Regions from separate parts of the Drosophila melanogaster genome. Here region 2 is linked to region 1. Evidence: chromatin contacts called from public HiChIP or PLAC-seq data. All regions are on one chromosome and are shown on one strand. Each heading gives the region's core, a stretch centred on a gene start, on an enhancer-like site or on the middle of the called end of the contact. The rest is flanking DNA. Distances are from core to core; before and after follow the strand shown.

Region 1 (3,010 bases), core at 394-2,893:
GGGAAATGTCGGAGGAAGAGCGCGAGGCCGTTCGCCACGAGTTGAGGATCCTAGTGGAGGGAGAAACCCCCAGCCCGCCAATTCGCAGCTTCCGGGAAATGAAGTTCCCTAAAGGTATACTTAACGGCTTAGCGGCCAAAGGCATTAAGAACCCGACCCCAATCCAAGTGCAAGGCCTGCCCACTGTACTAGCCGGCCGCGACCTAATTGGAATAGCCTTCACTGGGTCTGGAAAAACGCTTGTCTTCGTGCTGCCAGTCATCATGTTTGCCCTGGAACAGGAGTATAGTCTGCCTTTTGAGCGTAACGAGGGCCCCTACGGCCTGATCATTTGCCCGTCCCGCGAACTGGCCAAGCAAACACACGAGATAATTCAACACTACAGCAAGCACCTCCAGGCATGCGGAATGCCTGAGATTCGTTCCTGCCTGGCCATGGGTGGTTTGCCGGTCAGCGAGGCCCTTGACGTCATCTCACGCGGCGTACATATTGTGGTGGCGACCCCTGGTCGTCTAATGGATATGCTGGACAAGAAGATCCTTACGCTGGACATGTGCCGGTACTTGTGCATGGACGAGGCTGACCGCATGATTGACATGGGATTTGAAGAGGACGTTCGTACGATATTCTCTTTCTTCAAAGGCCAGCGACAGACACTTTTATTCTCTGCCACCATGCCAAAAAAGATCCAGAACTTTGCTCGATCAGCTCTCGTGAAGCCTGTCACAATAAATGTGGGTCGCGCAGGTGCTGCGTCAATGAACGTCACCCAACAGGTTGAGTACGTTAAGCAAGAGGCAAAGGTGGTATATTTGCTGGACTGCCTACAGAAGACCGCGCCGCCCGTGCTCATTTTTGCTGAGAAGAAGCAGGATGTAGACTGCATACATGAGTATCTGCTGTTGAAAGGCGTGGAGGCGGTGGCTATTCACGGCGGAAAGGATCAGGAAGAACGATCGCGGGCAGTCGATGCTTACCGCGTGGGCAAAAAAGATGTGCTGGTGGCCACCGACGTGGCATCGAAGGGCCTGGACTTCCCTAACGTGCAACACGTTATTAACTACGACATGCCGGACGATATTGAAAACTATGTGCATCGTATTGGCCGCACAGGTCGTTCCAACACTAAGGGATTGGCTACGACGCTGATAAACAAGACTACCGAGCAGTCGGTTCTGCTCGACCTGAAGCACCTGCTAATCGAGGGCAAGCAAGAGGTCCCGGACTTCTTGGACGAACTGGCACCTGAGACCGAACACCAGCACCTGGACCTGGGTGACTCGCATGGCTGCACCTACTGTGGTGGTCTGGGCCATCGCATCACGGAGTGCCCAAAACTTGAGGCTGTTCAGAACAAGCAAGCTTCAAACATAGGACGTCGCGACTACCTATCTAACACCGCTGCGGATTACTAAACCACTACCACCACCAAATTAAAATAGTAATAAATAGATTAGTATACATACATACTTTTCTGGGAACTTTTAAATTTATTTTCACTCTGTTTTAAGTTCAGTTTGCTGCTTATCGCACGAAGCTTTGCTTATCAATCGTCCCAGCAACCCCAGAGAGCGATCTCGGCCGGACGCGCGCGCGTTTCGGGCTTAAGAAAAATATTATAAAAGCGAAGACGAGCTTTGGCTTTCGTTTAGTGTCTGAGGCAGAGCTCTGCATGCTTGTCGTTCGAAGCGCTTTTATTCAATCATCGCACTGGGATCGTGAGAAATTGCGCAGATCGTATTGACTTACAAGTAAGTGTGCCCCAAAAATTAAATGATGTTTTATCAGCAATATGTAATAACATCGCCCAGAATAGTAGGTTACTCTAGTATAAAGTAAAATTCAGACTAGCCTAAATGATTTCAATTGAAGGCTGATTATATAGACATTAACAACTTTCAAAGCTATTATTTTGCTGAGTTCATTTCGTTAAATTGGTCGTTGATTTGTCTTATCTACTGCTTTGAAAACAATCATCGGAACTGAGGTCGGTTTTATATTAGATAAGCCACTAGCTTTTTACCAAGCTGTGTGTTCTTGAAAAAATAAATTCATAACACTGTATAATATGATCAAATTAAATTGATGGTACCTACAAAATTTGGTTAATTTATCTCCGTTAAATTATCCCCAACTTCATTGGCATTTGGATTGGATTTGAATAATTGGATACACATTTGAATGTTTAAATGTTACCCATGCGCGCGGTTTGTCCAAGAATCCGTTTGTATGATTTTGGCACTGGAAAATGGGTAACTGCCTTTATCCAACCAATTCAAGCTGGTCCAACTTATGGCCGGCTTCGGAATATTATTCCGAACATGCTGTGGCCCATCACTTTCATTTCAAATAGGTATCATTTCGAAGTACGTATGACGTACTCCTGACTGGCTCCCAAGCCTTTACAAATTGGAACTAATGTGCTTGCCGACATAATTTAAAAATCTTATATGATTCCATCCCATACTGAGTTCTCAATAAAAACTGATTTCTTTTTTTTTGGCTGTGACCCAGTTGCAAGGAAGGGCCAAATGGGCTTGCCGCTTGACGAAAACAGTCGTGATCTCATACGCAGGTGAAACTAATTAACTGAATGACAATATGCGATTACACGCTTGCGGCACTTTTTTTTTGCTCTCCTTAACATTATGCTCTGATCAAGCAGCGCACTCGAGATACAAACATGATATCATACAAGAGAGGAGCTGGTGAGCAGAACAACTTTTCGGGAAATATTAAGTATCATTTAGCATTCTACAACTCACATTTAAGAAATCCATCAGGAAGTTTAGCTTAAACGAGTTTGGGGAAGCTCTTATTGTTGAAGACAATTATTATTATTTAAAGACGTTGTTTTCTGGGTGGCTGTATATAACATACGCGTACTTGTTGGCGGTTAAACATCAGTGCTCAGCGATTCGTTCGAAAATATTAACATCTTTCCTTCTCTTATTGCCCTGATGATTCTCTTACTTGCAGTTTCCACACACTCTGCTTAAATCTGGAAGAG
Region 2 (3,165 bases), core at 547-3,046, 73 kb after region 1:
GTGCTTTTCGTTCGCATCTTGGCCACTCGGCCTTAACTTAAAAGCGCTTGAAACAAATTGAAATCATTTCTTTCTTACTTTTGGCGAAGGCTACATTTACAGCTTATAGCCAATCATCATAATGCCGCGTCTGTTTAAAGTTTTCTGTACATTGCAATTGCAAATTACTACGCTGTCGGAAACGGAAACAGTCTAGATAAAACAATGTCACAATTTTAAAATAATGTCTTATTTTACCAAAACTCGTAAAATGTAAGGATGTAACCCTCACAAATATTCGCTTTCTTCACCAAGATCACTAGCCCTGTCGATATTACCATACCCAACCAAAAGACATAAGAAGTAGAATTATTCGACATAATGCCTTTGCTCTACTCAACGCTTTGTAACCGCCTCACGACAATTTAAAAGCACTTAAAACAATTTCATATATCATTACAAATTGAAGTGGTATGCTTGTATATTTATGAATTTAAATGATTAGAAAAGATTAGAAAATCATGGAAATTAAATTGAATAACAAAGTGACTCCTTGGACGTCCACTTCTGAAACTATATTGGCTTATGGAGTACATAACCTCAGTTCTTTTTATACCAGTTACGCGTAGAGTAAAAGGGTATAATAAATTCTTTGAAAAGTACAAACTACATGTACGCATGGAAGCGTTTCCGACTATATAAAGTATATATATTCTTAATCAGGATCAATAGCCGAGTCGATCAAGCCATGTCCGTCTGTCACAGGCGCAGCGCAAGTTTGTTGTCCCATGTTGCCACACTTTTGAAAAATGTGTTATTTTCCTTGCCACGCCCACTGCAAGTACCTTAAACCGCACATAACTGCCACGCCCACAATTTTGAAAAATTGTTCGATATTTTTTCATAATTTTATTAGTCTTGTAAATTTTCTATTTATTTGGCAAAAAACTTTTTGCCACGCCCTAAAGCAGCTAAAGCCGGTCACGCCCTACTTTTGAACAATTATTAATTTTTTTTTTCTCATTTTATTCCCCAATACCTATTGATATCCCAGAAAAATTATGAAATTTCGCGTTCGCATTCACACTAGCTGAGTAACGGGTATCGGATAGTCGGGGAACTCGCATTCTCTCTTGTTATTTTTCTAACAATACTTAAAAAACTTAAGGTTACTGTATTTCTCTGGAATCTTAACGATAAAATAAGTATAATAGTATAGTAGTACAATCGTTTTAAATACCTATTAATGAAGTTTAGAGAATATATACGAAGTTAGAAAAATTGATTATGGAAACTACTTTAGGATATTTTCCTAAGTTTCTCCTAATTATTTTCAAAGATTTTATGTATCTGGCTACAAAAAAAGATTGGTAATGTTTAATTTTGATATTTTTCAAAATATTCGATTATTATGTTTTACAGAAATTGTTTTTACAGAGGGTTTGCAAATGTTTGAATGTGAAAATTCACTCTCTGTTAATAAAGTGGGTTTGCCAGATTTTTTAATGGATTGGCCCGTATGGACTTACAGATATCGTCCGACCCAAGATATTTCAGCCCTAGGAGAAGAGGGTAAGTATCATCTGCATTCTGTTGGCGTGGGAAGTTCCCTGATGAGCAACGCATAAAGAGCGGACCCAACATTGAGAGCGGGCTTTTTCGCCAGTATGGGTGTGCCCAAAACCAGACCCTGAGATAAACCCAGACTTGCACTCTCTTAATGCTGGTGTGCTTCCTCAGGTTGAACCATTCTCTGTGAGAGAACCGCTGATAAGCTGTAACTTAGAGCTCGATCGCATTCCAGTTTATAGCCACATTCAGTGTGTTCTCGGCAGGCGCTCTGTCAGCGTATCGTTCTTCCAAGTACAGTGCTATAGTACAGTCGAAGATATAACCATGGAACCGCACTTTTTTTTCACCGTACTGTGGATGCTATTGATGGGAACAAGCAGCACTTACGCACAAGGCAAGTGGTTTTGGCTCTCAGTCGTAGTCGGGGGTTGCTGGCATCAAAACACAAAGCAACCTCCTATCAGCGGTGAACTTCACCCCGAGTCGGGCTGAGTCGATGATAGTCACAGTGGGCTGGTCCCAGAACGCAGAAATCCCGTTCCCGCTGTTAATCACGACTATCTTTGAACCGGGCTTTACGATTTACGTTTTTTTTTTTCAGAAATCTTTGGGTATTGTAGAACGCCTGATGAGAACAGCGGCACCTGCATAAACCTCCGGGAATGTGGATACCTATTCGAACTGCTTCAAAGCGAAGAGGTTACGGAACAGGACCGTCGATTTCTGCAAGCCAGCCAATGTGGCTACCGGAATGGACAAGTGCTTGTTAGTACCCCCTTAAAAAGTTGTGGTGCTAAAATCGATTAAGATCATTTTCATCCATTGAACATATATATAAATTAATTCTTTTACTTATGGCTATCGCATCGAATCGCTTTTCGATGCGACGCCACCATGCATTCTTATTATCAACTTTTATCAATTTAGGAAAAACATTTTTGTTTTACCAATGTTCAGATTTGCTGTGCAAACAGCCGAATGCGAAACCAGCAACCTCAGTGGGGAAATCATCCTCAACCTACTCAGACCACTAAGCCTACAAAACGCTCTGGGACCAAACTGTTACCAATGGCGCCCAATTGCGGTGAAAACTTTGGAGACCGAGTGGTGGGTGGTAACGAGACGACAAAGAGGGAGTTTCCTTGGATGGCCCTAATAGAGTACACGAAGCGTGAGTAACCAAAATATTCCCTGCTGCAGGGACTAATCCCCCCCCCCCCCCATTTTACCAGCCGGTAACGTGAAAGGTCACCACTGCGGCGGATCTCTAATCAACCATCGTTACGTTCTGACGGCGGCACACTGCGTCTCGGCTATTCCCAGTGATTGGGAGCTGACGGGAGTACGCCTGGGTGAGTGGGATGCGAGCACCAATCCGGATTGCACAGTCGGTAAAAACGGACGACGGGACTGCAACGAACCGTACGTAGACTACCCTGTTGAGGAGCGTATTCCGCACCCGCAGTACCCGGGAAACTCACGGGACCAGCTAAATGACATTGCGTTGCTGCGATTGCGGGACGAGGTTCAGTACAGCGACTTCATATTACCAGTATGTCTGCCCACTTTAGCGTCCCAGCACAACAATATATTCCTTGGCCGAAAGGTGGTGGT

Evidence for each region. HiChIP or PLAC-seq counts read pairs in DNA pulled down with a chosen protein or histone mark.
Region 2: a contact with region 1 is called in an H3K27ac HiChIP or PLAC-seq map of the Kc167 cell line, with 4 times the contacts expected there. The contact joins the promoter of MP1 here to the promoter of Gel in region 1. A contact is called at or near these places in 1 of 1 datasets of contacts at CTCF or cohesin (the Kc167 cell line), 77 of 107 Hi-C or Micro-C datasets (the Clone 8 cell line, the D17-c3 cell line, the Kc167 cell line and 24 more) and 6 of 6 datasets of contacts at active chromatin or transcription factors (the Kc167 cell line and the S2 cell line).

The regions. Positions count from the first base shown.
Region 1 is chr3R:4,233,574-4,236,583 of dm6, forward strand. Gel (Gelsolin) reads left to right here and starts at 1,644. Exons shown (of 9, transcript NM_206427.4): 1 at 1,644-1,751; 2 at 2,515-2,575; 3 at 2,980-3,010. abs (abstrakt) reads left to right here. Exons shown (of 1, transcript NM_079496.4): 1 at 1-1,468. The coding sequence ends at 1,415. It also overlaps asRNA:CR46255.
Region 2 is chr3R:4,306,112-4,309,276 of dm6, forward strand. MP1 (Melanization Protease 1) reads left to right here and starts at 1,797. Exons shown (of 4, transcript NM_141193.4): 1 at 1,797-1,945; 2 at 2,153-2,316; 3 at 2,509-2,722; 4 at 2,784-3,165. The coding sequence starts at 1,876. Vps24 (Vacuolar protein sorting 24) reads right to left here. Exons shown (of 3, transcript NM_001316528.1): 3 at 1,324-3,165.